Linked DNA regions of Mus musculus: all the other regions are linked to region 1. A link is a contact called in public HiCAR-type, HiChIP or PLAC-seq, Micro-C and promoter capture Hi-C data. All regions are on one chromosome and are shown on one strand. The core of a region is the stretch at or near the end of the contact, and the rest is flanking DNA. Distances in the headings are between cores, read along the strand shown. Region 1 holds the start of Gad1 (glutamate decarboxylase 1). Region 2 holds the start of Ppig (peptidyl-prolyl isomerase G (cyclophilin G)). Region 3 holds the start of Phospho2 (phosphatase, orphan 2). Region 4 holds the start of Klhl23 (kelch-like 23). Region 5 holds the start of Ssb (Sjogren syndrome antigen B). Region 6 overlaps Ubr3 (ubiquitin protein ligase E3 component n-recognin 3). Region 7 holds the start of Cybrd1 (cytochrome b reductase 1).

Region 1 (4,310 bases), core at 949-3,448:
GGGGGGTGGAGGAAAGGAGAGGAGGAGGTCAGGTTTCATCTCAAACCTAGAGCTAGGAAACTGTTCTCGCTGAGACTCCGGGTTCCTCACACTACCCCTCTGTTCTGACCCCTGTTGTCCCGCCAGACACAAAAACACAACACAGCTCCTTGAACGTCTCTGCCCCTTAGACCCCAAAGATCTTTCTTGCCCGGCCCTTGTGAAGTCCTCGCTGCTCTTCGGTGCCCTGGGAGTAACCTCGCGTCCCTGGCAGCCAAATGACCTCTAAGCAGGAACCTGGAATAGGGCCCCATTTGTTTCTCAGCCTCCATCATTTCTACGCTCTCCTTTCGCGTTCCGACAGCGCAGCCTCCCGCAGTGCCAGCGCCCCCACCCTCGCTGCAGTCCATTTAATAGGAAACTGGGGCAGGACCTACTTGTAGGGCGCAGGTTGGTAGTATTAGGATCCGCTCCCGCGTTCGAGGAGGTTGCAGGCGAAGGAGTGGAAGATGCCATCAGCTCGGTGGTCTTGGGGTCTCTACGGTTCAAGGGTCCCCCGCAGACTGGGCGCAGGAACAGGCTGCAAACAGAAGGGAGAGCTGTGCCGGGAGAGCTTCTAGGTCCTGCGGCCCGGGGCACCGAAGTCTCGGAGACAGAAGGGAGACCAAGGGCAGCGAGCTGGCTGGGTCCTGGTGCGCGGTCGGTGGGAGGGGGTGGGGAGGCGCTCGCTAGCTCTGGGACTGGGGCGCAAGCACAGTAGCCCCGGGCGACTCTCAAGTCTAGAGGCGCAACGGGGTGCTCCGAGTGAGGCTCACAGCTAAGGGGCGCCGGAGGCGGGTGCAGGACGCGAGGGATGGGGTGAGGATAGGGCCAGGAGCACTAGGGAGCACTCATCGAGCAAATTCCAGCCCAGCCGAGACAAGCCCCATTGGGCTCCCAGCAGCCTGGTGAACGGGCAGAAGAGGAGGGGGGAGGGCGTGCGGGGCGGGCACGTCTGGTTCGGTGTCTGGCTCCCGTTGTTGTGTCTGGCCAATTCCTTGGAAAGAAGGAGGCTCACAGCGCCGGGGACAGGGACTTTGGTGAGACAAGGTGAGAAGAAATAGGTCCTCCGCCCCTCAGGACTTGACCCGCTAAGAATCAGTCACCTTGCACTCCAGACAGCCAAAAGGCAGCGTGTCGAAGCCTTGCTGATCAGTTTCTTGTCCCACCTCGTTTCTAGCTTTCTCAACCCTAGAGCGAGGCTCCGTCCCAGATTCACTGTTTCTACTCTACCTAGTCCCCAGAGTTCGTTTCACTGAGCCAGAGAAGGTGGCAGAGGGTAAAAAGGAGACCGTCACCCGGTGGCGAATTTGCGCCTAGGGCGCAAGAGACCTCGGATAGAAGAGTGCGCGGTTCCCCTATTTGGTGTTTGTTCGTGGACAGAGTGAGGGAGAGAGGGCGAGAGAAGAGGAAGAGATGGGGAGAAGGAGCGGGCGAAAGAATGAGAGGAGAGGGAGGAGAACGGTAATCTGGGTAAATCTAAGACCCCGCAGAGCGCAGCCCACCAGCCGCCTTTTGCGTGTCGTCCCTCGGGCCGAGCATCTGTCCCCCCCCCCCCCCGCAACCTCCGCGCGCTCTCGCAGCTCCGCGGGCGGCGGTGGGACGCGGGTGCTGGGGAAGTAACAGGTTATCGCTCCTCGCACCTTCTGCCGCTGCTACCCAGGCGCGTATCCGACAGCCGTGAGCTCCGATCCCCCAAGCGCAGGCAAAAAATGGCTCTGGGGTCACTTCAGCCCTTATGTGTCCTCCCGAATGAAATTGATAAGGGTTTCAAGAGCGAGGAGGGTAGGGGATGGGTGCGCCAAACCACAGCTGCGACAGGACTGGCGGGAAGCACTCGGCTGTGGAAGGTGGGCGACAGGCGCGTGCTGGTGGGGTGAGGCAAAGGGCTGGACAAGAAGCCGCAGGCTGAGGGCACCGGGTTGAATAACCGAGGCGGGGCTCTGGCAAGTCCGGGCGATCCGGTATTTACCCACCTCGGTTCAGCGACAGCGAGCTGGACCCTCCCGCGACTCCTCTGCGAAGCGTCCCGGGGCTGGGCTGGGCTCGGCTCTGTCACAGGAGTACGTGCTGGGTGTCACCCCAGGGCTGCTTCCTTGCTTGCACGATCCCTGGTCCGGCACGGGAGAGCCTGAAGAAGGGAGAGATCCGGAGAGGCGGCCGCTGGGCTTGGGGGAGGCGGGGGCGGAGTGGGGAGGCGGGGACCCGCTCGGCGGGGGGAATCACGAGGCCGTTGCTCGCGGGGGCAGCTCGTCCGCGGAGCGCTGGGGCTCCTTTGCAGGTGTCTGACTGCCTCTGGAGCTTTGTAGGGCGATTATAAATCCAGCTCACGGGTTTGCGACCAGAAAGGAGGGTGTGTGTGACAAAGTCCTATGAGTAATCCAGAATGCACTCAGCACGCTCTGTTTTTTGTTTGTTTGTTTGTTTTTTGTTTTTAAATTATTTTTGAGATAGGCGATGTTGGGTGAGGGCAAGGGAAAATATAATTCCTACGAAGAATTTTGTCTCACTGGGTGATTCTTCCTTCCCCTCTTCCTAGCCCTCCATCCCGTATCTTGGAGAAGACTAGAATATTTGCTTTGCCTTGATCAATCTCCTGTGGTTGTCCTGGATTGGCGATTCCAGAAGGTTTTCTCTGGGTGGTGTCCTAGGGAGCGCTCTACTGAGCCAGTATGGCTGTACAGGCAAAGCGGAGATGAGGGGACCACCCAGACAGACCCTGGAGTTTCTGCACTCCCGTTTCTTCTTCCAGTCCATCTCCACACTACCTCGTTCGAACACAGCTACCTGGCACCACAAGAGGCAAGGGGTCTATTTCCCTTTCTCTGAGCCCTCTCCCTGGAGAGGGGTAAAAGAAATCTTCGTAATTGATCATGTCTGAAGGTTAATAACACGCACGAGTGCCGCTCCACACGCCTGGGGCAGCAGAGCATGGAGGGTGGCTCCGGGAAGCCAGGACGGCACTCCGTGTCTTGGCCCGCTCTCCTCGCTTCTTTTCAGTTTCACGCTGTTCAATGATTCTCTCTTGGCAATATTTAAGCACATTACTGAGCGGGGTGAAGTCCCCCACCATAAAAAGGCGGTATTGGAAAAAATTTCCACCAGAGGGCGCCAAACACACAGAGACCCCGTGCTGGCGGCCTTTTCCCTGGTGCGCCCTAGACAACACCTGGAGATGCCCGAAAGGCTCTGTAACGGCCGGCCTCTTCTAGCCTTCTCGCCGCTACCTCCTGGCTTTCTTTTTCCTCTCCCTCCGTTTCTCATCCTTTAGGGGCAAAACAAACTGGATTTTTGGGCCTGTCTGAGTGATGGGGAGTACTCTATGATCGCTTTACTCGTTTTCATAGAGATTTCCCTCATATTGTGGAGCAGCAGACCGGTTTATTCATGTGCACCTCTGGGTCTTCGATGGTTTATCCCAGGCCTGTCTCTTTTTTTGTGACCATCTTAGCGACTTTCATCACCACTCAACGGAAACATCAAAAACAAATAGTATAAATCACCGAAATTTTCGTGAGGGAGCTGGAAGCCTCAGGGCTGGGAGGATACGGTCTGATCAACAAAAGGGATTGAAGTAACTAAGCTGCTCCTTGCGACCAAAGAGAACATTGCTGTTTTCTCTGGGCCTCACATAAAAGCCCCCGCACATTTTAAAAACAAAAAGCACCCGAAGGGTGGGCTGAGCTGAGTTGGAACAGAAGTTCCCCTGCGATCCTGTTAGGTATGTATGTGTGTGTGTGTGTGTGTGTGTGTGTGTGTTTCACGAAGGAAATGGCCCCTCAAACCACGCACCTCAGAGCTTTTCAGAATATCTTGAAACTGTTTACGAGGAGGTAAACTCGGAGTTTCTTCCACGCCCCCTTTCCTGGCCTTCGTTAAAAGATATAGTGACATCAGTCAGGAATCTGGGTGTCACTGACTAATGTCAATCACTCAAGACTCGCTGGTCAGGAGGGAGGAAGCATAAATCCTCCCGACCCTAAGTACCCACAATTCTGCCTAGGTGCGGCCTTCCTCTGTCTCCTTAATCTTCCTCCAAGACTCTGTAAAGACGCTTCACCTGTGGCACTAGATGGAGAAATTTTCAACCATGTCTTTCTTTGACAACGGAATTAAAAGCTCTCAATCCTAGGGCTTTAGCAAAATCCACGTGGAAAAGAAAAGAATATTCTACAATAGTAGATATCACAAGTCAAACCAGGCTGGGTCTCTCTATCTATCTATCTATCTATCTATCTCTCTCTCTCTCTCTCCCTCCCTCCCTCCCCCCTCCTTTCTTCCTCTCCTCTCTC
Region 2 (4,310 bases), core at 787-3,286, 840 kb after region 1:
AATGCCTTGCCACAGGATCCAAAGGAACAGGCCAACAGGACTGAGACCTCCAGAACTGGGCAAAAATATATCCCACCTTTTAAAAATATTTCCTGCTTGGGAAGCATTTTAACATTCAAACCAGCTTCATCAGCTCACTCTTAAAGTATGCACATGGATCAAATAAGAAATGAAAATTAACTAATTAGTAACATTTGCATACATTTACAAATGTATACACTGCTGATGAATTAAGTAAAACAAGCTAACATTTTGAGTTGTCAGGAAAAGTCACCTATGCTCTTCCAAATAGAACCATTTTCTTTAATGTTTTTGATATACACAAACTACTGGTATGCAAAAAATGAGCTGGTAGAAAAACACCACCTAACAGGTATTCTGAAAACTTAGGAGTTAGTTTGTGGTCCAGTGATCTAGCACTTGCCCTCAGTTGTGAAGTCTTGAATCTATGCACACAAACAAATGTGGAGACCAATGGTTAGGAATACAGCTCAGTGGTGCTTGCCCTAAAAATGCCAAAGACCTCAAACAAAGCAAAAAATGCGCCTTGTCAGTAAAAGTCAAAGGTCCAATTATAGCAGTCTTCTCTGAATATTTGAAGTACTGCCTGCACATCTCAAGGTCCAAATTTTGGCCTACAGAAATAAAAAATACAATTTTTGATATATATATATACACACACACACACACATACATACACACACACCAACCTACTTAGGGAGTGAGCAGAACAACCCAATCAATTTAATAAAGCTTAAAGAAACTGTTAAGCAACTAGCTTCTTTTAAACAGAGAGAAATGTAAACTATTACATGACTAATAACACTCCACATTATTAAAATTAAAGAGTGGGGTCCCTAAGGTGTTTTTGTTTGTCTCATCAAGTTGTTCAGGCTGGCCTTGATTGGTGACCCTTTCTCTTCAGCCCGGGATTATAGACATTGTGACACCAAATCAGGAGTTACACTTTTAGGTAAGTTAGAAGCAGCCTTTCTAAGTATCTGTGCAGTTCCTCTTATGGCTATCTTTTAAAACTTATAAAAAAGGTTTCCTCGAACTGTCCAGTATCTGTTACAAAATAGCAATTACTAGTCATCATATTCTTTATACAATGGGAATGACACTAACACAAATCTTATCCTTTCTGGATTTAGCTTCTGAAAGTTAATATGGACCTTCCAAATTTTCAAAACACTGTATTATTTCTTAAATGTTCTGGTGATCAAAAACAAACAAACAAAGAGAGTCTTTACTTAATCTTTACTTAGCGCAAGTAATGTATTCGTGCTAAGAAATCAAACTGAGTGCACAGGGTGGTGCTTCCATAAGGTTTTCCAAAACAATTAGACAACGGATGCCCGCTACGGTTGACTTTGTTCGACATCAAGAGGAAACACGGAAAAAATCAGTTCGTTTCTCCTAAAGGCGAACGGGGTTCAGAAACCATCTTCTCCTCAACAGAATCCTCCTCCCCCAAAGGCCCGGCCGCTTCCAGTCGCTCAGGAACATGAGAAAACTTCTAAGGCCCTGAGGTTAACATCTCGCATTTGAGTTTTAGGAGTGTCCCTAACACCAAGGGCCTGTGTCACTGAGGCATGCACGCCAGCCGCTGTCCTACGGGAGGAAAAGGTCGGGAGGACCGGAGCCCGCGGTCGATTTTATTCCCGGGGATCCTGGCTCTGCGCCCGTCCCTCCCTAACCCTAACCTGACAGGCCCTCGCGCTGCGCCTCCCCCTTCCCTAACCAGAGGTCCCACCTACCACGCCGCAGCGCTCCGTCTCCCGGTTCTGAAGCCTCCAAAACGAACCTAGCTCCCGGGAGCCGAGGCTGCCGTCGCTGCCGCCATATTACAGCTTGTGCGGCAAAATGCGTCAGGGAGGAGGTGTGCGCCCGAGCCGGGAGGGCGGGGGCTGGAGAGGAAGAGCCGCTTCCTTCGCCCCGGGGCTCGGCTGCAAGCCGCCGGGCCACCACGGGGCCCCAGGCCGCGCCGCGGTCCCCGGGGCCACCCCTCCGAGCCCGAGCAGCCCAGAGACCTCGACGGAAAGACGGTTACCTCGGCCCAGAGGCCCGCCGCGGCTCCGCCCCTCGCCCTGAGCCCTTCCCGCTCTCGTCCCCAAGGCCCGCAGAAGACGCCGCCGCGCCGACAGACGCTCTCGCATCCCTCACCTGCCCCGCCGCGGGCTTCTCGTCTCCCGGCCCGGTCCTGGAAAGCGCTTCAAATCTACCGCCGTCAGGAAAGGCGCTAAAGCCCACTAACCGCCTCCCTCCCCCACAGCCCAGGCCAGGCGTGGAGGGAAGGTGTCGCGCCGGAAGTACGTCAGGGATGGGTGCCGGCGACTCCCGGCGTTCCCGGGCTGACGTCAGCATCTTCTCCTTGAGCTTGTAGGGTCTCTTCTGCCTTTTAAAATACGTTCCCGACGGGTCGCTTGATGGTTTCTGAGAGTTGATTGGATCGGTGTGGATCCGTCAGAATGTCACAGCGCTCCCGAAATGATGCGCATCACTTTATAAACAGTGACATCCTCTGTCGAGGTATTTAGAGAGACGTTCTGCCTCCAAGGAACCTTCAGCAAACGCTCAAAAGCTAGTAACAAAGATGAGCTACTTTCGGGACGTGGTAGCGCATGCCTTTAATCCCAGTAGTCGGGGATTAACATTTTATTGAGACCGGGTCTTACTATATACCTTGGCTGCCTTGGAGCTCTCTACGTAGATCAGGCTGACATCAAACTCTTTAAGAGATTACCCTGCCTCTGCCTCTTATCCCAAATGCCTGGTCCTATTTTAATATGGTTGTATTTGTGCCTGTGTGTATATGCACTGTATATCTATAACTGCTTGCAGAGGTCAGAACAGGGTGTCAGATCCTCCCCGTCCCCAAACTGGAGTTAAAAGCATTACGAGACACTCAATATGGGTCTTCCTTCAAGAGCCACAAGTGCTCCTAATGGCTGAGCCATCTCGCCAGCCCTTGGCCATGTGATTTAATTTTCGAGGATGAAATTTGAGACAAAGTGGCATGCTGCTCTAGGCTTTAAGACATTGCCTCTTATTTTCTTCATTTGCCAATATATTCTAATCATCCACAAACAAGGAACTGGCAGGCATTAGAATAACATAATGGAAGGAATTTAGATCCCAGAATAACTACATGGAGCAGAAATGCCTCCTATCGGGCTCATTCACCTAAGATCTTAATTTGTGAGAGAAATCGATCTTTTAAAGCCAGAAACAAACAAAAAGGAATTCCATTGTAAAAATTAAATCTAGGATGCCACACAGTGGCGGTGGACATCTTTGATCCCAGCACTTAGGAGGCAGAGGTAGTCGGATCTCTAAGATTGAGGCTACAGAGACCTACACAGAATTTAGAAGATTGAAGTAAGGCAGAGTGTTGTACAGTTATTTCATCTGGACAGAAATGTTTCCTCCTGGAGGGAAATCAGGATGAAACTCCCAAAACTCACAAGCAAGTTTCAGGAACTCGGGCTGGAGACATAGCAAATTGGAGCTCTTGCTGTGCAACTGCGAGGCCCAGAATTCAGATCCGTACACCCACATAATAAGAGAGGCTTCGTGTGCAAACCTGTAATCCCAGCTCAAAAAAAGTGAATAGAGATAGGTCCCAAGACTCTCTGGCTTCCAGCCTAGCTGAGAACATCCCAGATTTGGGGAGAAAACTTGACTCAAAATGATTAGATAGAGAACAATAGACAAGGCCACACAGTGTCCTCTCTGACGGCAATGCACATGCATTTGAATACACATGTTCAAGCTCACATGCATGGACATAGACATATACAGAGAAATGAACAGATATATCTTTTAAAAATTGCAAACATTGCTAGGAAATGGTTGTGCACACTTCTAATCCCAGCAGAGGCAGGCAGATCTCTATGAAGTTGAGGGCAGTCTGGTCTACAGAGTTGAGTTTCTGGACAGCCAGGGCTACACAGAGAAGCCCTGCCTGGGGATGGGCATAAATAAACAAGAAAGCTTTGAAGCTCTCAGGAACCCTCTCTCTTGTTAGATGAGCCGAACAGTTTGCTGGAGAGAAGAGACCGTTTGCTGGGCTGCCTGGAAGCAGCTCTTGTAAATTGTCACCTAGACTGAGGGAATTGTTTGGTGATGTAGCTGCCTTACAGACACTCATTATCCTTTAAGTAAGCCCTCACCTGTGTTTGTAGAAGAAACCCCAGTACGTTTATGAGTTCACTAAGATAGACTTGAGTGAAATTGTTCCTTTGGTCTGTCATCAGTATCCTCACTAAACATGAATAGACTTTTGTTCATATCTTCCCAGGAAAAGA
Region 3 (4,310 bases), core at 984-3,483, 770 kb after region 1:
TAAAATCATAAGTATGAAGTCAACTGAATATCATTTCAGTTTTTCTCATTAAAAGGGAAACACTATTATTTTATTTATATTCAGCTATGAGTGATGTACTTAAAATAGAAATCTACAAAACTTAAGGAAGTTCACAGACCAACTTTTAACAATGTCAATTTACCAGGGAACTCTTTTACTAAAGTTTGAAAATTTGAAAACCAGACCAGTAATCCCAGCACTCAGGAGGCTGAGGCAGACATAATGCTGCACTGTTGGACGCAGCTTCGGTTACGCAGTGTCAAGTGTGCAGTGTGAAGAGGGCCAGTGAGCAGAGAGGATGGGGAACCCCTTGCTGAACGAGTCTGACAAGTTCAGTGTGAGATCCTCAAGACACCCCCACAGGGGAAGAGGACTCCAAATGCTTGCCGTCTGACTAGTACACCATCACACTCACTCAATACACACACAGTAACACATTTTATTAACAAAATCAAAACAGTATTCTCAGGGCTGGAGAGATGGCTCACTGGGTAAGAGCCCATGTTGCTCTTCTCAGAACCCAAGTCAGGTGGGACAATTTTAGCTCCAGGGGACTTAATGTCTCTAGATGCCATGGCTGTTACATTCGAGTACACACACACATACACCCCAAAGAAGTAAATAAATAAGGGGCTGGAGAGGCAGCTGAGCAGTTAAGAACATTGACTGTTTTTGTAGAAGATCCAAGTTTTGGTGGCTTATCACTACTTGTAACTGAAGCTCCAGGGGGGTCTGACAGCCCTAGTCTCTTTGGGCACCTTCAATCATGTGCACTTACTCTCACACAAACACATATACAAACATACACATAACTAAGTATAGCACGCATAAAATGGTTTATGGACAGTGGCCAGATCTTAATGAGTGGTTTAATTGTCATTTGTGGGTTTTTGTTTGTTTGTTTCTGATTTTGTTTTTAAAATATCTCAATAGTCATTTAAATTCTGTTTCCAATTAGGGTGCAAAAGAGCTTCGAGACAAAAAAAAAAAAAAAAAAAAAACAACAACAACAAAAAAAAAACCCAACCCCCCCCCCAAAAAAAAAAAACTAGTTCTAGACCAACTTGTATGGAAAAGGCACTTGCAATCGGGAGTTTCAAGTCAAATATGAGACCCTATTTGAAATATAAGACCATATGAGAACGTTACTGAGATATTTTATGAGGTTCAATACTTGTAACTAATTTGGTAAAACTCCTGATAATTTTCACTGAGAGACGTGGTCTACACAGCTTCTGCCTTCTAAGTTATATACTCTGCCCCAGTTGCTTCAAGGATAACTCTAGAGTGAACAGGTTAAAGGGCACCTGTGTTGTCCCTTGTGGTGAGGTCCCTCAGCTCAGAGTTTCTGTCCCGTGAAGGAACTTCCTGCTCACTCTGCGTTATCTTGTGGGAAGAGGGCCTTAGGAAGAGAAAGGTACAATTTGCTGGGGATGCAGCTAGCACTGTGTAATTCACCGATCTCTCGCTAGGCGTCGTGCTCCCTCACAAACTATGCAAGCGGCTGTTGGCCTACAAAGACAGTTCAATCCCTGACCTTTCCAGCCCTGCGGAGCTTTCAACTCGCTTAGCACAAGTACACAAAAGTTCCGTCTCCAGAAATTTTTATTAATCCTTCCATACTTACCAGCATTATTACAGTGGAACATCTCTGATAGAAAACCTGAGGAGAGATAGCACAACTATGCATTAGAACGTTCATTATTGAAAGTCGCACTTCCTTTAATTTAGTAATGAAATCAGCTGTACAGCGATATGTCAGGAGAGCCTCTGCTGAGATCAAGTGCCAGTCCACTTTTTGTGTCATTAGAGACTGACTGGTTCCCGAAGTACACTAATTACAAGTTATTTACCAAGCAGTTTAATGTATGTTAAAGGTATCAACGCGAATGTTCTGGGGACAACATTCAAGTTTTAATAGTCCTACGTAACAACTGACAGGGTCTCATATAGTCCTGACTATGCCTCATAAATCAAATCATTTAAAAACACCTTTTCTGTCCTTTAATCCTTGTGGCTCGGTGGTCAAAGGGCTGTCCTTCACCTCAGCCAGCGGGGCGCAGAGTAGAAGCTCGCACCCAGCCTGGGCCTCGACTCGCACACCGGCCGGTTCCAAACTAGCGCAGCGAGTGAGAAAAGCGGCAGCGGCCGAGCGGGACCGAGGGCTCCTCACTGACCCAGGCCTGGGTCGCAGCGGGCCGCCAGCATCAGCACCAGCGTCGGCCGGTTGGTTCTCGTGCCTTACGCAGCCGGTGAACTGCTAGCGCCGGCTCGCCCACTGCTCTGCACTGCGCACGCGCACACCCGGGCTTCGGGCCTCGGTTCAGCCGCGGACAGGGCTCCTTCCTGGTTCCTGGATTGGAGACTGACGTCACTTCCGGCGTGGTTGCTAAACAACCAAATGGTTTAGTTATCGCTCAGTAGCTGACTTCAGCTTGGAAGTAGTATCACCTGCTCTGGACTCGCGGGATCAGCTTTGTTAAAGATGCAGGTGCGCTTTGGACGGCGCTCCGGGCAGGCGAAGGAAAGCCAAGGTGAGCTGCCTTGGCCCGTGCCGGAGCTGGGGTTGTTGTTTCTAGAACCCCAGCATAGGGTGACAAAGTGAGGGCTTCGGTTGCCTTTTGAAATGGGCTTTAACCAAGTCGAAAGCAGTCCCAGCAAGCATCCTTGGAAGTTAGGCAGGTTGGCCTTCAGGTGAATGAGTGGAAAAAGGAAAGAGGACTAGGGGAGCGTAGCAGTAGAAAGAATAGACTAGGAGTAGAATAGGGGTAGAAAAGGCAGCAGTTAGAGCCTTACCCCAGCTGTAACTCGTCAGACACTCGGGGCACTTAAGCTTTGTAATTCGTTGAATAAATTTTGGAATGCCGTTTGGAAATGTTATTGACCTATCAAAATCTTTATAATGTTGCAGACCTGCTGAGTAATCTTTTCTAAAGCTCACGGAAAAACCTCAGTTCTTTCCACGCTAAAGTTAAAATTCTCCCCTAGTCAAATGCTTTGATAATGTAAAAAAAAAAAAAAAAATGATAATGAGGTAATTAAAGTGACCAATTAAAGTGACCTAAGATTTGATTTTTTTTCAAAGATGTGAGCAAGTAGGACTTCTAAAAACAAAGTCTTTCCACAAGTTTAATTGTTGTCATGGTAACTAATAGATTCTTGGAAATTTGAACTATCTTCACGTTTTGCTTGAGTTCTGTAGCAATAGCACCCTACCCCCACCCTGCACCCTAGGATAGACACAATCTGGTCAGTGGGAACATTAGGAAATTTGATTCATACACAAGGACATTGTAAAAGTAATTTTTATTCACCAGATGTAACTGTTGTCTTGGAGGCTTACTGCTGAATAAGCTCACCCTTTCTAGTTCTTTCTGAACTCTGGCCTCGATGGTTCAACACAGGTGTTCTGGCCCAAACTCCTCTGCAAGCTGACTGATTCAAACTGGCTTCTCTCAGCCTCTTTCTGAATTGCTCCACTTGGAAAAACTGCTGTGTATTGAGGAGAGATGCTTTCGAACAGTGGTTCTCAATCTCCCTAGTGCTGTGACCCTTTATTACATACAGTTCCTTATGTTGTGGCGACCCGCACCATAAAATTATTTTCTGTGCTACTTCATGATTATAATTGTATGAATTATGCTTAAATTATTATTATTAAATATCTGTGTTTCCCAGTGGTCTTAGGCGACCCTCATTCGACCCCCAAAGGTGCTGAGATGCACAGACTGAGAAACTGCTGCTTTAGAGGAAGCGTGCAGTCTGAAACGCTGGGGAAAGCTCACAGTGTTAAGGAAAGCATGCTAAGGAGAGAGAAGAAAAGGAGAATACACTCCTCTGATCAGTTCAGAAGAGTGAAGAGACTTAACATGTTACATGTTAACATGTTAACATGTTACATGGCTGTGCCCCATAAGGTTCTGCATTGGGGCAGGGATTCTGGGAAAGAGCATAAAGCAATAAAATCACGTATATGACAACATGAATGAATCTCAAAGTAATTCTTTTGAGTAAAATCTATAATAAAAGTAGTAGATGAGTGGTGGCCTAGTAGAGCCTAAGGAGGGATGGCAAGCAGTAAATGGGTGTGGGGACTGTTGGTGTCCTGTGGCCGTTATCTGAACTGTAATGATGGCTTTGGAGGCATATACTTATCAAATTTAATGAAATGGGTCTTATAAAAGAGCTAATTCTGCCTATCTCATTAGCATGACTCGAGGAGTTCTAGGATGGACCCTGAGAAAACGTGATTGAATCCCAACCCCACCAGCATGTTTGATCTCCACCCA
Region 4 (4,310 bases), core at 1,327-3,826, 740 kb after region 1:
GGCCTCTTCGGCAGGAGCCCCTTTCCTGTAACCACCTAGTGCGTAGACACAGCCCCCCAAGGTGACTGCACAGTGGTAATACCTGGCATTGAGCATGGGCAGGCCTTCTGTCCACTCATCTCCCTCACTGTTATAGATCCACACTGTGTCAAGAGCATCTATATTATCTGTCCTGTACCCGCCAGTCACATAAATGTTAGGTCCTAAGCAGGTAACACCGTAACTCTCCCTGGTATAATCTGGTATTTCTGCTCCCTGAATCCAAACATTTGTCAAAGGGTCCCATATGTGGACCTCTGATAAAGGATGCCAGTAGTAGCCTCCAATGATATACATGGTGGCTGTGGACCTCTGGGAAATCTCTTTATGCATGGGATTCAAGGCATTGTATATTAGGGAACGTATCTTATTTTCAGTTAGCAGGCAGCTTCTTTGAAGGCCTAGAGCCGTCTTTAAGTACACTGGGTCTATGTCTATGTTGATATAGCTTAGCAGGTTGTAGATGCATTCGATTCGATTCTCTACATCGTGAGCAGTCCACTTAATGACCGGCTCTAAGATAGCCTCTTCCTTCCAGACACTCAGATTCTTTCTGGACAAGATAAAGAGAAACTTTTCAAGGCTGATTTCCAGAAATTCTTCTTGCTGCCAAACTTCCTTAAACCTGGAGCAGAGGATCCTGCGGGATTCCTTCTCTAGTTCTGAGCACACATGGAATTCTGCAAAAGAGTGCATCCCGATACAGTTATCAATGTCCAGGTGCCTGACCAGAAACTGCTCACACGCCTTCTTTACAGAAAGAAACTGCAGCAGATCCGCTGCTTCAAGAAGGCTCTGTACATTTCTCTTAGTAATTTCAATTTGAGAAGTATATGCATAATTTACAAGGCCTTCCAAAATATCATGGTGGATGCCCGACAGTTTTATTTTACTTTTAAATTTTTCTTTCATGTCAGCTGTGAACATTGCCTTAAAATAATTGCTGCAGGCAGCTAAAACAGCTCGGTGACAATGGAAGATTATGCCTGAAGGACACTGAAGGGTAATATCAGTAAATAGTCCATCCATGTAAAACGTTCTGAATGCATCCAGAAAATCCACTGGATGCGACGAATCCTTGAAATGAAAAATGTAATCTTCTTGTCCTTTTAGAGCCATGCTGCAAAAAATACAAACACGTTTTCAGCTTTGTGTATTAACTCTAATAATTAATGTTAAAAATTCCGATCACCAGACATGGATGGCATCAGGCATATTCCAAAACTAGACTAAAATCAGATGCCCAAACACCATATGCAAAATGCGCTGAACTATTTATACGATGGTCTATTTAAAATCAGATTAACTAAATGAGGATTTTTTTTTTCCAGTTATCCATTTGTTGAGAGATCCTAGCTTACTACCCCCAGCCACCCAGTATCTGCACTGTCCCAGTCTGGCAGTTCCTGAGAGTCCCCAGGCCAAGTGTCCGAGGGGGTCACCCCGCCGCAGCCCGGCCCCAATTCGCCGTTGTTGGTTCTCCCCCTCCCCCCTCGATTTCAATTCACACTGAGATGCCACCAAGATGGAGAGAATCTCAGAAAAGGGATCCCTGCGCTCTGCAGCTTGCTGACAGCACAAGAGCGGCCGGGCCCGAGCTAGCTTCTGCAGCCCGCGCTAGCGCCTGGGCCCGGCCGGCGTTCCCGCCGGGAGAGCGCCCCGCCCCGGGGCCCGGCGCGGGGGTTCGGCTCCCGGGCGTCGCGCGCCGCCGTTGGCCGATGCCCGCGGCCTCTGCCCGGCCGGGTGCGCAGGTGTGGACGGCCCCGCGGCACCCACGCGCCCGCCCTCGCCACTGGGCCCGCACCGCACGGCCATTGTCTGCGCCCCGGCGCGCGTGGGCTGGGGGTGGCGGGGCCTCGTCTCCCGCGCTGCCCGTTCGCCTCTCTGGCCGGCCCCGGGCCGCCGGGCTCCGACCTACCTCGCTGGCGGCGCGGAACGCAGACTCCGGACTAGCGGCCGGCGGGGGCGGGGGCGGGGGCGCCTCCCGACCCTCTGACCATCTTTGGTAGCGCGCGGCGGGGCGCGGCGGAGGCCGCCTGCTAGCGCAGCTCCAGCCCACGAGCCGCTCCGGCTTCGGTGGCCCGCGGCTTCCCGCCTCCGCCCGCAGCCCCCCGCAGCCCGGGCGCCGCAGCGTGGGCTCCCGCAGCAGGTGGGCCGCGTCCACGGTCAGCCCCGCTCCTCTCGCGCGCGCACGCCCATCGCACTGCCTGCTAGGAGAAAGCCGGAGTCCCCAGCCAACGCCGGAGGGGAGTGTGTACCCTTACCTTCTCTGTCCTCTTGCCGGCCCTGGCCCTTGGCGTGCGGGGAGAGAGAAAGTGCCGAGAGAAGAAGGCGAAACTACGGTCTTCTATTAGGGCTGCCTTCAAATGCCACAAGTAGCTGCTTTCCCATAAACTCCATGCTGCCTCCAGCAGAGCGCGCAGGAAGGAGCTTTGGGGCTGCTTAAGCACACTAGGAGTTAACCTGGAAGCTTCCAGGGAAAGTGGGGGTAGCCTAGGTCAAGGCTGAATCCAGGCACCTAAGATTCTCGAGTTACTGTTGTAGAACACAAGCAGCTAAAAGGGGCAAGCTCCAGCCTTCTGGTGATGTCCATTGTGCCACACCAGAAAGTCCACTTTCTTATTGCAACAAAAGCTAGTATCAAATGTTTTTAGCCGCAAGATTTTGAATAACTTCCGAGCACCTCATAAAGTCCGGGAAAAGGTAATTAGGTTTGAAAGATGGTCCATGGCTGTCAGGGAGCTTACTGGAAGGAGGTCGCGGCAAACCAGGACCGGAGAGCTAAGGTTGTTCTTAAAGTAGTGTTGAAAAGAAAAGAGTAAGTAGACAGATACGTAATGGCCATACCTTACATGATGGGAGAACGCTGAAACTCCTAAGCGCCGAAAGCCAAGCCACAACCTGTGTTGAAATTGCACCAGAACAACCAGGAAGCCAACTTGGGTTTCTACCCCCACTTCCTCTTCAGGACCAACCAGGGAAGTATAAATATGCCAAAAAACGATCACTCTGTTTGTAGCCCACCCCCGGCTTTCCCAGCCAATAGCCTCCAATCAGATATCTGGGGTAGCAGAGGTGGAGGCTACTACTCTCCCCTCCCCCTTGCTTTTTCCTCTTCTTTTTCTTCTATTTTTATCCACGCTTCTCATGTCCCTGCTTTGAGCCTCTGGGAAGGACGAGTGATGGTGATTGGCCTTCTTGCCAAGCAAGCTCTGAACAAGTAACATGCTTGTTCTTCTTTGAGTGGGTTTAATTTAATTCCACATCTTAGTGTTGATCCCGGGGGAGTGTTGTGTAGAACTTCACAACCCTCACCCCAGATTTCAGAAATCTTCATTCTGTCCAAGAGCACCAAGTGATTCTTAGAAAACAACCTAAAACAAACAAACAACCAACAAAAACAAAACAAACAAAAACATGATATGGTTTATATCTTAGAGTCTGGTCAACAATTTAATACCACAGCAAGAAAGCAAAAGAGTCTTCGATTGGGGGGCTAAAGTTTACTCTGCCACTTGCCACTTAACATACAGCCTAGAGCAAACTACTAGACACACACGCGTGCGCACACACACACACACACACACACACACAAGCACACACACACAGAAATAATTTTTAAAATGTATTGTGTGCATGTGTGTGTGATCGAAATCGCGCTTGCAACATGTGTGTCTGTAATGTGTGAAGAGCCTGCAGAGACCAGAAGAGCGATACCATTGGATCCCCTAGAACCAGAGTCACAATGACTGTAAGCTGCTATGTAAATTCTGGGGCCCAAATCCTGGTCCTTTGCAATTGCAACAAGTGCTCTGAGCCTCTGAACCACCTCTCCAACATACAGAAAGAAGTCGTAAGAAAATATATATTGTAGGCTCTATACTAACTTATAGAATCTCAAAAATATGATCAATATATGCATAATATATATGTATATGGGGTAGAAACATACGTATAACAGTATATGATCAATGACTCTTGATAGAGAGGTTCACTGTATTGTCATTTGTGCAGACTTTTTTCAGATTATTATAGGAACCAATTAGAACTTTTGCTTCCAAGCTGTTGGTGCTGTCACAATCCTCTAATCTTAGCAGAGTAGGCTGAGGCAGGAAGATCCCGAGTTTGAGACTGCCCCACTGAAAATGGTAAGGCCCTGTCGCAAAACAAAATATTTGCTTATAGTGATTCCTAGTTCTGCTTAAAAACATGTTTCCTGAGGCTAGGGATAAAGACCAATGGCTAAGGTGCTTACCTCACAAACATGAGGA
Region 5 (4,310 bases), core at 551-3,050, 700 kb after region 1:
TTCTGTTTTCATCTTAAGTTACAATTTAACAACACAAGAATCATACCTCAATTTGATGACAGATTTTGGCCTCCAAAGCAGTCATTTTTTCATTATCTCCATTTTCAGCCATTGTGGCTATCTGTAAAGTTTCTCACACTGGTAGGAAGGTTATTATTTTTATATAATAGTCAATACAAGAGAATGAGTAAAAAGTATGCCACTTTTTTTTTAATTTCAAGAATTCCTAACCTTACAGGTTTCCCTATGAATTCTCATACATCTCAACAAAGCAACACCTTGGATTATGGATGGAAAACTCAGATCAACAACCCCTCCTCCCAGTAAATCCTACTTTGTAACCAAACTCTTCATGTAGTTGGTAAAGCAAAGTTCAGCGATAAAAACAAAAAAGCAGAAAATGTCCACTTAACTACCCCTGAATCATTTCTAGCTTTAAAAATATCAGTATTATAGTCTGCCAGCAGTATATTCCTATAGCCCTCAATGCCAATTATTTGCGTTTCTTTTCAAATTAGTCACAGCTGACTTACCAAAACTTATTACTGGTAAAAATGAAAATAGAGTTCAGATATGAAAGTTACGGTGTTAGACACTATATAGGAGAATACAAGAAAAATGGGACCTTGTGAGCACAGATACAAAAAATTTTAAACTAGGGACGCTGGAAGGTAAGGATGTGCCTAAAACACTACTACACTGGTTAACTCTATAGCCACTTTCCTGTTTCACGGTCTGACAACAATCCTAGAATAAAGAGGGACTGTGATACTGGTTTGCTAGAAATCACAAACCGGATCTTCTGTCTTACTGGCTTTCAGCGCCTTACTAAACCACCCTACCATATTGTACGGAAGTATACCAGCTCTTGAAGAGTTTATCTGCAGCAGCTGAATATAGTTATGAGTTACTGTTGGTATATTTCTTGAGACATTGCTCAAAATGCTGGAGACTGCTGGCGATACACTGGTCCTGTAATGGGAAATCTACGAAGTACACGTCCCACTTCAGAATTTACTGTTACAGGCGCTGGTTTGTCTCCCACTACCAACAATCTCACTTCTCATTACTACAGAGACACAGGTCAATAACGACCTAGTTAGCCCCTGCAAGACTTCTGCGGCCTACCCAATTTAGGGACTGTTTCACACTGAAGACAGAATGGCAATGGCAGTTCTTTGAAGGAAAAAAAAAAAAAAAAAAAGATAGCGACGCTGGGAACCCAATAGCGGCCCCCACTTCTTCGGCCTCCAGTCAGTCCCCACAGAACCCTGTCGCGTTTAACCCGCACCGACCACCCTAAAGACTTAAATGGTCCGAAACATCCGCCTCTGGCCAGTCAGGAAAGGGGTGCAAGGAACAAACCGAAAGGACGCCGTGAGGATGCGGCGAGCCTCTGCCTAAAGGCCCCGCGAGAGCCGCATCCTCCCACACCGGCCCGCCGGGATCCCTGCCACGTGGAAAGCCCCAGGCGCCCGCATCTCTGGCCGGGGCCCGCTCCGTGGCCTCGCCGAGGCCCGCGCCCCCTCGGGCCGCGGTCCAGCACACGGCCACGGGCCGCGCGGCCCACGCGGCGGCGCGGAGAGGAAGGTGAGGCCTGCGCATAGCACAGCCCTTCGTACCTTCTCCTCAGTTTCCAAGAAGCTCACCTCAAAGATTCGGATCCCACGGTCACCACAGCTTCAAGAACAACGACAGAAGCGCCTGGACTTCCGAGCGCCGGCGGGCCAGCCAAACGCGCTTAAAGATGGGGGCTTTCCCGGCAGCCCTTGCGGACAGGTGGGCGTGGCCGCGGACGCAGTGGCCCGGCTCTGCTTTCCACGCACGCGCCGTTACCGCAGCCTCCCACAATCCTCGGAGGAGGAGTCCCGCCCTCCCGCCCGAGAAATTGTTAAATTGCTCAGCAGAATGTTAGGGGCTGACAGGAAGTGTTTTTGTGGAGATCTTTGTTTTTAATGTGTTTCTGGGCAGTATGTTCGAGCCTTCCCTTCTTTCTTCTGTAGCGCTTGGTTTTTCTTTTTTTCCCCCTTTGTCTCTTTTTTCCTTTTTTTTTTTTTGAGACAGCGTTTCCGTGCGTAGTCCTGGCTATCCAGGAACTCGCGCTGCTCTGTAGACCAGGCTGACCCTCAAACTCCTCCTGCCTCTGCTGAGACACTCGCCTACCTCTTCCGGGAGTGCTGGCATTATTAAAGGGGTGCGCCAGCACGCTTGGCCTTTTGCAATGTATTTGACTTGCATGGTGTTGTGGTTTTGGAAAAAAATTAAAAAACCATACAGTTGCTTGGTTTCCGACAGGCTAGCTCTCTGAAGCACAAACTGGCCAATGATTCGAACTCCTGCTTCAGTACAAAGTGCTGGGACTTCACCTACATCACCAGGCTCTTACTGCTCCCCCTCTTGCTGCTGCTGTCTATCTTTGCTTGTTTTGATGTTGGAGTCTGACTCAATGAGTAACCCAAGCTGATCCCAAACTATGCTTCTGCCTCCAGCCACCCTAGTGCTGGGATTACAAACAAATCTTTTTAAAAGTCTCTTGCTCCCAGCACTTGGGAGGCAGAGGCAGGCGGATTTCTGAGTTCGAGGCCAGCCTGGTCTACAAAGTGAGTTCCAGGACAGCCAAGACTGCACAGAGAAACCCTGTCTCTAAAAACCAAAAACCAAACCAAAACAAAAAAGTCTCTTGCTAGGAAAGAAGTACATTTAGAATAGTTTGAGAGACTTCACACTTAAGTCAGGACTGCCACTTTTTACATAACAATTTTAACGTTTTAGAGGTGCAATTTCCTTATGACATCATCTTTTTCCTTCAGTGTTCCTGGAATATAAAAATTACTTTCACAAAATAACTTCATAATCTCAGAGCATTTTGGAAGTTCCCAAACAGATAAACTCTAAAATTTGAAGAAGAAGAAGAAGAAGAAGAAGAAGAAGAAGAAGAAGAAGAAGAAGAAATGCATTTATAGGTTAACTATACATGCCATTTTGGCCAAAGAAAAAAGAATTTACTAGTATTATCCTCAGGTAGTTTTAACTTTAGATTAATTACATTCAATAAAAAAATTTTCAAGTTTCTACTTACTGTGAGACATAAATGCTAAATTTTCCTTTTTTAAAGATTTAAGTTTATGTACGGGTGTTTTGCCTGCATGGATAGACAGTGGAAAAATACCATGTGTGTAAATGCTCCCAACCTACTATAAATCCATTTCCAGGGACTCTAACACTCTCTTCTCATCTTTGTTGGGTCCTGCACGCTTACAGTGCACATACATACTCCCAGGACACACACATAAAATAAATAAATAAGCACTTAGATAACTTAAATGTTCATAATAGTAAGTTATGTGATTAAAAGAAAAATTAGAATCGACTATATGTGTACCACCAAATAATTAAAAAGTTAAATAATATATAGTGATAAAAACAAACTGATTTTCATTTACTGGTGTTTGTGAAATTCACAAGCACGGTGCTCAGAAGCAAAAGGTGTTTCACATAACCATTTTCTCCAAATACTGCAAATATTAATGTAATGTTGTATAAATTATATTAAATAATATAAAAAATCTTATTTCCTTCTACCATTCTCATGAGAATATAATAAAAGGTACCATTAGCAAAACTCAAGGAAATGAATTATCACCTTCAAAATATATGTTTTACACACATGCCCATACTACCTGTTATTGTAACCAGGTAAGTTTCACAGGTATGTCTACATCATTGTTCTACGATCAGAATTCAGCGTATTCATTTGAAGATTCTACAGTATTGAACAAGGAGAACTTCATAATTTTTTGGAGAGTGATTGTGGAAGAATTAAAAGTTGCATGTCAGTCACCATGAATGAAAAAATCCCATGTACATTTCTAAATGTCAGAGTGGCTTGTACCCTTCCCCTGTACACAGAATGATTGATCTAAGGCAGTGGTGTTATTCAGTTTGGGACATCACTATGAGATGCTTTATTTGGTATACAGGTAGAGATGCCTAAATGATACAAAGGCATAGCATTTTCAAGTATTAGTGACACCGTTTACTTAATACCATTTTATAGAAGGTCAAAACAATTCAATGTTTAGTTTCAATCTGATTACACATCCTTTGGCAATTCTGATGAATAAAGGTTACAATAAAAACTGCATTTCAAAATACAGCAAAATGTTTTTAGCCTTCAATGGCATTTCAAGATCTCCATACTTTAAATAGGACAGTCATTCTACCCACTGGGCGAGAGCACAACCACAGAGGTTCACCTACAGCTTAATAAAACTGACTGCACGCAGATGTGTAAAGGTATAAGTGGGATG
Region 6 (4,310 bases), core at 1,137-3,636, 650 kb after region 1:
GTAAGAACACCCGACTGCTCTTCCGAAGGTCCAGAGTTCAAATCCCAGCAACCACATGGTGGCTCACAACCATCCGTAATGAGATCTGACTCCCTCTTCTGGAGTGTCTGAAGACAGCTACAGTGTACTTACATATAAATAAATAAATCTTTAAAAAAAAAAATCTGTTAAATTCAAACATTTCTCAACTACTTAATTTTGCCAATCATAATATAGCTGCAAGTTACTCTTTATTTAGAGGCAAAAAGCAGCAAACTATGCTTCCTACAAGGGATCTACAAAGTCACCTGCATCGTTCATTTTTCTGAACTGCATGGGCATTACTTTACAAACGTTAAGCAAAGGAGCATCCTACCAGCAGAGTGTAGTGCAGAAAGGGCAAAAATTAGAAAAAGATGTAATGTATAAAAACAGCATCAGGAAGCCCATAATTTTATATGCTATCTTTAATATTTTATGCTAAAAACAAGAAGTATCTTGGGCTGGAAAGATGGTTCAGTGGTTGGAAGCATGCACTGCTCTTACAGAAGATCTGAGTTCAAGTCTCAGCACCTATATCTGAAGGCTCACAGCTGCCTGTCATTCAAGTTCCAGGGTATCTCATACCTCTGGCCTCCCTGGGCACCTACATACAGACACATACAAACACATACAGACACATACAAACACATACAGACCACATACTCGTATACACAGTCAAAATTATAAAATTTTAAGTGATGTCTTCACATTTTTTTCTTTATTATTAATGCTAAAAGTCTGTGATCTGATTATTTAAGAGTATTACAACGAACATATTAAAACATACCTGGTTCATTATAGCCTTCTCTTAAGTACTGAATAAGACAAAAAATGAATCTTGGAAGAACAAATTCAGACATCATCAGTAAGTCTTTGGGGACACAGGGAATATTTGAACTTGATTTAATCTGATGTCTTCTACAAAACCTGTAATAGGAAAATAAAAAAGAAAACTAAGAAAAGGGGAAGGAAAAACAACAATGTCTAATCAGGCAAGAGTGTATTGCTTCCATTTACAATACTAAAACGGAAAATACAAGCAAATACCAAAACCAATATAATCCTTCTTTATGATTTTAAAGCACGAAGTTAAAAAATATAACTTTAGTAGGCCTTTAAATTAAAAATGGTACTCAGAGAGACTTTTCCTAAGAAAAGGCCATACTAGCCATGTCCCAAACAGAACACTAAAAGAAAATCACCATAGGATTGACATGTTTGACTGCAATATATTACTTTCAAGTGTTATTTTATTATTTCTGTCCTTTATAAACCTGTAAGTACAACTTGATAGTAATCTAAAGCATTTATATTTTCCATTCCTACCTCAATAAACTAATCAATGATATAAATAATTGAAACTTATTTTATAAAGTTTATATATTTAAGTATATATATTCTTGCTAATCTTCACTACATATTACTTTTAAAAATAACTGGTACATCTGAACAACAAAGACATTGCAATATTCACAATCCAAAAGTCACATAAGTTACTTTGCTACCAAATAAAAAATTACTAATTAAATACATTAAAATGTCTAAAAATAAACTTAATAGGAAGAGTACAAAAGCCATCTTAGCTAAAAATCATTAAAAATCTGAATACAGCAAAAGTGCACTTTTAAGAGGAAAAATTATTTTATTTCTTAAAACACAAAAATTTTAATTCTTTAAATTTAATTTCACTGGAATCAATCAAAATTCATTCTATCAAGTGGAAGAGCTATGCATAAAATGATAGCAACTCTTAGAAGAAATGATTAATGAGAATAAGCTAATCCATAAACACAATATATGGTAATTTAATAACATCAACAGACTACAACGGAGTCCAGGATGCGGGTATGTAAAATCTATGGGTTTAGTATATAATAAACACAACTCAATATGGTTAAACAATTTATAAGATTTGTAGTATTGAGAGTGGGAGGCGGGGGTTTTTACAAGAGTACAGGTGCTCACAGAGGCCAAAGCAGGTCTCTGAATTTTGAGGGGAGCCTGGTTCACATAGCCAAGTTCCAGGCCAGCCTGGGAAACACAATGAGTCTCAAAACAAAAGGGGGGAGAGGGCTGGAGGAGAGAGAGAAGAAAGGAAACGGGAGGGGAGGGGAGGGGAGGGGAGGGGAGGGGAGGGGAGGGGAGGGGAGGGGAGGGGAGGGGAGGGAAAAAAAAAAGAAAAGAACATAAAAACTGATCAGGAAAATCCGTATTAGGAAGAAATTACCCCACACATTCACTTGTCAATGGTAAAACAGAAGGGGGAAAAAAAAACATGTTTACAATTGATACTAGCCAAAGGGCTACCTAAATCTTCCTGTGTGTTTTAGCTGTGTCCTAACCTTTGACTCAGTTCACTTGGCTTACTCCAGAGCTTAGTTACAAAGGCTCTTCTCTAACCTTTCTAATCTTCATCTATAACCCTTTAACCTCCTACAGAGTGTTTGTTAAAAGGTGTCATTTTTTATTTATGTGTATTCGTAGCCCACATTGGGGAGTTGGGGCTGAGGAGGCCTGGTTTCAGGGCCTCTGCAGTTGGAGTAACAGGAGGTTAGACCAGAGCCATAAGATGTATGCACTAGGAACCAACATAGGCCTTCTGGAGAAGCAGCAAGCACCCCGAACCCGAGCCCTCTCTCCATCCTCTCCTAAGTTCTTCAAACGTTCTAAAATTTTTACTTACTTTCAGGTTTTATAACTTCATTAGCTTGAGTTAATTTTAAATTAGAATTAAGGTGTAAGATATTTTGTGGTATTTTCTAAGGAGGACAGTGATCCATGAATACCCACACTGCAGGGGTTTGTTCTATTTCCTTTGGAAGGGGTCTTGTCATGGGGATTTCTAGGCAAGATCTCATGACCTAGAACAGCTTCAAAAGTTCCTAAAGTAGCTGAGGATGCCTTTGAACTCCTAATCTTTCTACCGCCACCTCCCATTGCTGGTATTACAGGTGCACACCACCATATATGCCCCCAGAAACTTATATACTGCACACAGGCATTTTACAAATTCTCTCCTTTGTATATAAAGTAGGTGATAGGCTGGAGAAATGGCTCAGCGGTTAAGAGCACCGACTGCTCTTCTGAAGGTCCTGAGTTCAAATCCCAGCAACCACGTGGTAGCTCACAACCATCCGTAAAGAGATCTGATGCCCTCTTCTGGTGTGTCTGAAGACAGCTACAGTGTACTTACATATAATAAATAAATCTTAAAAATAAATAAATAAAATAAAGTGGGTGACAACAAAAAAACACAAGATTTACTAACCCAGGAATTTATAACTTACATTAAAATCCCAACTCACTATTCCTGCAAATTTGAGGTATAGCTCAGAAAACATGCTCGGTTTATATAGGACTCTGGTTAGATTCCCAGCACCAAAGTAAGGAAGGAAGAAATCCATATAGACACATATATCTAAATGCATATACACCTTTAACACAGGCAATCCACCATCTCCTATTTTCTCAATAAGAAAAAAAGGAGTAATACAATTTGCAGTGTTACAGTCTCCGTTTGTAGAAATTTAACTCTCTTTCACTTTACAGTAAATTAGAGAATGAGCAACTGAGTAGTTATTAAAAATAAAATTATGACAATATAATAATAGTTTCAGAAATAGAGATCCTCTCTTACAGCTTTTCCTACTGTTCACAAAATATTTATCAGCGTTTATTCACAGAATCTTATAACTACAATTCTTTTTATTTTTATGATTTATTTATTTATTTTATGTATGTTAGTACACTGTGTCTCTCTTCAGAGACACCAGAAGAGGGCATTGGATCTCATTACAGATGGTTGTGAACTACCACGTGGTTGTTGGGAATTGAACTCAAAACCTCTGGAAGAACAGTCAGTGCTCTTAACCACCGACCCATCTCTCTATCATCACTACAATTCCTGACAATGGCTTTTTTTTTTCCTTTCATCCTTCCTATACACTATACTCGCTACATAAATGTTTGGAAATTTCAAAAAAGGAATGGGGATGTCTGTATATAATAGGAAATTGCAGAGCTTGAAACTCTGATCAAAATATTGTTTATAGCTTAGAGCAAACCCTAATTGATAATAGATAAGTCATTGCTAGACAAAAGAGGAAAGTCCACACAAATCAGGTGCCACCTACCTAACTTCCCCCACAAACCTTGGCAACCCTGCTTCCTGCCCTGGGGCTCATTACTGCAGTTCCTAACGGCGTCAATTTCTCAAACATTCCTAATTAACTCCTTCCTCTCAACTTTCAGCATGAAATTTAAATGATTAAGTGATTGTTACATTTAGA
Region 7 (4,310 bases), core at 1,194-3,693, 560 kb before region 1:
TGACCTGTGTTTTCCTCATAGCCTCTAAAGTCAACATCATATGTCTTTGGAGGGTTTAGGATGGCTCAATATTTTTTCTAACTTTACTTTGGCTTGAAATCCCTTGAGTGTACTTTAAGTTTTGATCTATCTAATCTGATTTTGACCTGGGCAGTGGCAATGAGCTAGGCACTCAATCTCAAGGTTATAAACAGTAACACTCTATGGTATACAGTTGCTAAGCCACGAGTCAGGTGTAGCAAATGCAGCCTCAACTTGCAACTTCGGATGGATTTGCTGAGCATCTAAGATGGTTCTAAACAGAAGAGGATCTGTGTTTGTTCCTTCCAATCAATGCTGCCTTCTCACTGATGGGATGAGGAGTATTTGTGGACCAAGGTATGGAAGAACTAATAAGAACTCTGCATGCGGCTACATGTATGAAAAAGCTAGTTTATGTTCATTAACCACTTTATGTGATTAAAACGTGTTGCAACCATGTTGCAAATCGAGAATCCTTGTAACCAGGATTGTAAATGTTGACCAGCCAAGCAGTGGAACATTAGCACAAACAGACGTACTGAGCTTAGAAGAAACAAGCCTTGTCTAAGAGCAGCAGATGAAAATTCCAGTACACCCGTATACGTGTTTTTGCACCAAGGTAAGTAAACAGATTAAGTGCAAAGTTTAGAGAAAGTAGAAATCTTTAGGAAAAGAGTGAAATGCGTTCCAATATGAATGGAGAGTCTCAAAGTATATTTTAGATGATATTTTGGCTTGCTGTAAAGTCCATGTTTCAGAAAGTGAGCATATTGCCATAAAAGCGAAGAGCACTGGGGGGAGGGGGAATTGTTGAGAATAAGGCGCTTAGAAGAATTTCTATGTCCATGGGTTAGCGCCTCTGCGTCGGCTCACACTCATATAATGCATCCAGTGAAGACACAGAAGATGCTCAGGAATGTTTGTACTTTTGTGAATGTCTTCTGTTGGGTTAACCCGCCTGACAGGTAACCCGCTGTCATCTGTGTTTCCCTCACCCTCAACTACAGCACTCCGTCCAAACATCTAAAGGGTCTCACGGCGTCCGGAGCTGTTCTGGGTGGCTGGAAGCCACGAAGAGGTGTTTGGGACTATTTAATTAAACAGAGGATATTAACAACTCTGGCCAAACGAAAGCGCTCCACCGTGATGGAAAGAGTGCTTCTGGTGGTTGGAACTTTAGAACCTGGATATGTTTTTCTCATTTTAGGGTAGTGGCCAAATAGCTGGGAACTCTGCAGCGAAATGGCTTGGATGCCTACCTCACACCACAGTAGCTCAGCATTAGTATTACCTTCTCCAGATTCCCATGGAAGAAGGCTGACCACTCTTGCTGGAGGCCGTAGCACCGGTTTAAAGCATGCGCGGGGTTGGGGGGGGAGGGCGGGGGGTGCAACACACACACACACACACACACACACACACACACACATTTTTCTTTAGGAACGAAGCCAGTGCTTCTGTTTGCTCATTTGTGGGACTTTTAGTATTGGTGAAGAAGAGGAGGCCTGTTCAGAAGCCAGGCTGCTAGAACCTGTTCCGAGCCTCTCAAACAGTTTGTGCTAAGCAAGCCCAGCACAACAGCTTGGCTTTTCTGAATGCATTCTCGCTGTCACCGCCTTTTTGGAAAAGTGAAACGTGCGGTGCCCCATTAGCTGAAGAAGACAGTGAAGATGAAGAGTAGAATTGCAGGGGGAGAGAGAGAGAGAGAGAGAGAGAGAGAGAGAGAGAGAGAGAGAGAGAGATAGATGGATCCCGGGCGTCCAGCGGTCCCTTGGGGCCACTCTCAGCTTTCATCTCCCTGTCAGATTCAAGACCACAAAACTCCGCCAAGGAACTTTCGCCACATCAACAAATGGAGCGCAGCCAGGCAGCAGCCGGTGACTGATGGAGGTGCCCAGAACTCCGGAGGAAAGAACAGGACAGGGGAAAGGATGGAGAGGCACCAACTGACGATGCTGCGCGGAGACTTGAGCTCCCCGCCTAGGAGACCTGAAGCAAGTTCAAAGGCCAGCCTCACCGAAGCTGGGGTTTCGCGTCCCTGACTGCGCAGGCCCTGCCCACCTGAGTAACTTTCCCTAGTTTCATGAATTCCTTGGAATCCACGACGGCGTCCCGGGTCCCATCGCGCAGTGACCCCACCAACCCCCTCGAGGATCCCAGTACCGATGCCCTGGATGAAGACGAAGCCGGTCACCGCGAGCACCGGGTGCCAGTTAAACTCGAGCCCGCTGCCGTTCCAGCCAAGCCCCTCTCGGAAGTGCAGGACCCAGATGAGCACGAAGATCACCGACAGGAAGCCCACGAGCAGCGCGGACACCAGCAGCCCCAGGAAGCCCCGGTAGCCCTCCATGGCCATCAGCACCCCATGCTCCACGACAGCCTGCTGGAGAACTTGGTGTTGCGGCCGTGGCCTCGGGGTACTGGCCCGGCGGTGGGGCCGGGGCGGCGACTTCTCGGCGCCGTCTCCGCCCGTGGGGAGGGGCTTTCTTAGGGTAACAGGCTGTGGGGCCTCCCGGGGGTGCCGCGGGCCCAAGCTCCAGACGGTCCCACCCCTTATCCCCCATCCTCCACCCCCGATCACGCGGCTGCACCGTGAGCTCTGGCTGCCGTGGTGGCCACCACCTGAAGAAGCATCCAACCTCCTTGAGTGTGAGTCAGTTCCTCACCAAGACAGCGCCCAGGAGCTCAAGCCTACCACTTTGCTTCAACTCTATGCGCCTTGTTTCCTTATTCTTGTGGAGGGCGGTGGTACACACTCTTTGTCACCAGAGACAGATTCACTGAAAGTGGTGAAGCCTGCGGTTGTAGTTATCCAGGCTTCCTGACCCCCCAGAGGGTCTGCTGCTGAGGGCAGCAGTGGACTTGGCCTTACCGTGTAAGGAAGCACCTGTAGGGATGAGAGTGTAGTGGAGCTCACCTGTGACCCCAACATTCAGAAAGCTGAGGCGGGAGGATAGCCACAAGTGTAAAACCACTCTAAGCTACATAGAGAGTTCCAGACCAGACCGCTATAGAAAGCCTGCCTCAACATCAAAACAGAGAAGAGAGAAAGAGAAGGCTGAAAGCGCAGCTAAATTGGTCTTACTTAGGTTTGCCTAGCGCGCACAAAGACCTGGGCACAGTCCTTAGAACAGTCCTTAGAAGTGACACACCCCTTATAATTTTACCATGGGAAAAGTAGAGGCAGGAGGATCAGATGTTTAATATCATCCCCAGTTACATGGAGAGTGTGAAGCCAGCCTGAGGTACATGCTATCCGATATCAAAAATAGTAACAATAACAGCTGGAAAAGACAGAAATAACAGAATATAAGCCACCTGCAACTTGCAGTTGCGCCAGGGAAGACAGGCAGTCACAGCCCTGGACTTGCCTGGAGTGTGCTAAAATGAGTTTAAAGATGTCTGCCTGCTCAAACCAATGTGAGCCTAGACCTTAAACCTCCCTGAGTGACTTAACTTGATGAAGAGACACTGGCTTCCTGTCCTTTTCCGTTATCCTTGCCCTTCTAGGTGAGACATTGAGCATCACTATCAGAGGAAAAGGGTGCTGGATGCCTCGGCTTCCAAAGTGCATTTGGGAATGCTCCCTCTAGCCCTTAGAGACCTTACAAAACACAGGAAAGGTAGTGTGTGTGTGTGTGTGTGTGTGTGTGTGTGTGTGTGTGTGTGTGCGCGCGCGCGCGCGCGCAAAGCTCGCGCGAGTGTGTCTCTGTGTGTGCACACCTGTGTGTGCGCATGTGCACACGTGAGCACACACATGTGCATATGTGCCTGCTCATCAAGGAATGGTTTTTCCAATTATAGGTTTTGAGGGCTAGTTCAGTAGGTAAAGGCACTTGTCACTAAGTGTGATAACCTGAGCGTAGTCCAAAGAACTGACAGGTACAAAAGAAAACCTACAAGTTGTCCTCTGACCTCTACATTTGTGCTGTGCTGTGCGCGCCCCCCCCCCCCCCACACACCACTATCACCACCGCACCAAATAGATGTTTAAAATTAATTTTAGAATAAGAAACTATAAACAACATTTTGAAGTTTTATTTATTTTATAACTATGAGAGTTTTGCCTCCATGTCTGTGTACCATATGCATGCAATGCCCACAGAGGCCAGAAGAGGGCAGTGGATGCCCTGAGACTGTAGTTACAGACTAAAGCTGTGAACCACCTACCATGTGGGTGCTGGGAACTGAACCCTGGTTTTCTGGAAAGGTAGCCAGTGCGCTTAACAGCTGAGCCAACTCTCCAGCCCTTAAAATATTGTGTTTTTTTTTTTTTAATTAAAGGTTTT

Evidence for each region. Promoter capture Hi-C pulls out the DNA fragments that hold promoters and counts their contacts. Hi-C and Micro-C count contacts between places; a contact is called where the count stands out from the background. HiCAR-type assays count read pairs that join an accessible place to other places. HiChIP or PLAC-seq counts read pairs in DNA pulled down with a chosen protein or histone mark.
Region 2: a contact with region 1 is called in a HiCAR-type map of astrocytes, with 5 times the contacts expected there. The contact joins the promoter of Ppig here to the promoter of Gad1 in region 1. A contact is called at or near these places in 3 of 115 datasets of contacts at active chromatin or transcription factors (astrocytes, embryonic midbrain and forebrain).
Region 3: a HiCAR-type map of astrocytes shows a contact between it and region 1, with 4 times the contacts expected there. The contact joins the promoter of Phospho2 here to the promoter of Gad1 in region 1. A contact is called at or near these places in 1 of 39 promoter capture datasets (embryonic stem cells) and 2 of 115 datasets of contacts at active chromatin or transcription factors (astrocytes and embryonic hindbrain).
Region 4: a HiCAR-type map of astrocytes shows a contact between it and region 1, with 4 times the contacts expected there. The contact joins the promoter of Klhl23 here to the promoter of Gad1 in region 1. A contact is called at or near these places in 1 of 39 promoter capture datasets (liver), 2 of 484 Hi-C or Micro-C datasets (both in embryonic stem cells) and 3 of 115 datasets of contacts at active chromatin or transcription factors (astrocytes, embryonic forebrain and embryonic midbrain).
Region 5: a promoter capture Hi-C map of embryonic stem cells shows a contact between it and region 1, with 4 times the contacts expected there. The contact joins the promoter of Ssb here to the promoter of Gad1 in region 1. A contact is called at or near these places in 2 of 39 promoter capture datasets (embryonic stem cells and hippocampal neurons), 9 of 115 datasets of contacts at active chromatin or transcription factors (VIP interneurons, astrocytes, embryonic basal ganglia and 5 more) and 1 of 9 other capture datasets (embryonic stem cells).
Region 6: an H3K27ac HiChIP or PLAC-seq map of embryonic stem cells shows a contact between it and region 1, with 7 times the contacts expected there. The contact joins the enhancer-like site here to the promoter of Gad1 in region 1. A contact is called at or near these places in 1 of 39 promoter capture datasets (hippocampal neurons), 4 of 115 datasets of contacts at active chromatin or transcription factors (embryonic basal ganglia, embryonic forebrain and embryonic stem cells) and 1 of 9 other capture datasets (embryonic stem cells).
Region 7: a contact with region 1 is called in a Micro-C map of embryonic stem cells, with 3 times the contacts expected there. The contact joins the promoter of Cybrd1 here to the promoter of Gad1 in region 1. A contact is called at or near these places in 1 of 39 promoter capture datasets (liver) and 3 of 484 Hi-C or Micro-C datasets (all in embryonic stem cells).

What each region holds. Positions count from the first base shown.
Region 1 is chr2:70,560,017-70,564,326 of GRCm38.p6, reverse strand. It overlaps Gad1 (glutamate decarboxylase 1), which reads right to left and starts at 2,198. Exons shown (of 17, transcript NM_008077.5): 1 at 1,995-2,198; 2 at 417-559. The coding sequence starts at 495. It overlaps Gad1os (glutamate decarboxylase 1, opposite strand), which reads left to right and starts at 970. Exons shown (of 3, transcript NR_040496.1): 1 at 970-1,068.
Region 2 is chr2:69,720,814-69,725,123 of GRCm38.p6, reverse strand. Ppig (peptidyl-prolyl isomerase G (cyclophilin G)) reads right to left here and starts at 2,036. Exons shown (of 14, transcript NM_001081086.1): 1 at 1,761-2,036.
Region 3 is chr2:69,787,660-69,791,969 of GRCm38.p6, reverse strand. Phospho2 (phosphatase, orphan 2) reads right to left here and starts at 2,233. Exons shown (of 4, transcript NM_028521.2): 1 at 2,014-2,233; 2 at 1,649-1,684. It overlaps Ccdc173 (coiled-coil domain containing 173), which reads left to right and starts at 2,484. Exons shown (of 9, transcript NM_001077684.1): 1 at 2,484-2,555. The coding sequence starts at 2,507.
Region 4 is chr2:69,820,636-69,824,945 of GRCm38.p6, reverse strand. Klhl23 (kelch-like 23) reads right to left here and starts at 2,576. Exons shown (of 4, transcript NM_177784.4): 1 at 2,304-2,576; 2 at 1-1,159. The coding sequence starts at 1,158.
Region 5 is chr2:69,859,052-69,863,361 of GRCm38.p6, reverse strand. It overlaps Ssb (Sjogren syndrome antigen B), which reads right to left and starts at 1,800. Exons shown (of 12, transcript NM_001110145.1): 1 at 1,650-1,800; 2 at 47-138. The coding sequence starts at 112.
Region 6 is chr2:69,911,052-69,915,361 of GRCm38.p6, reverse strand. Ubr3 (ubiquitin protein ligase E3 component n-recognin 3) reads right to left here. Exons shown (of 39, transcript NM_177783.6): 2 at 809-948. Among named protein-coding and RNA genes, the nearest start is that of Ubr3, 16 kb to the right of the region's middle. Within about 2 kb of position 2,386, at least 11 of the 459 cell types and tissues checked have an H3K27ac peak or open chromatin away from gene starts, as enhancers often do. A contact at or near this core is called in embryonic stem cells, where this site is marked.
Region 7 is chr2:71,116,187-71,120,496 of GRCm38.p6, reverse strand. It overlaps Cybrd1 (cytochrome b reductase 1), which reads right to left and starts at 2,443. Exons shown (of 4, transcript NM_028593.2): 1 at 2,185-2,443. The coding sequence starts at 2,377. It also overlaps a transcript of Dcaf17 not described here.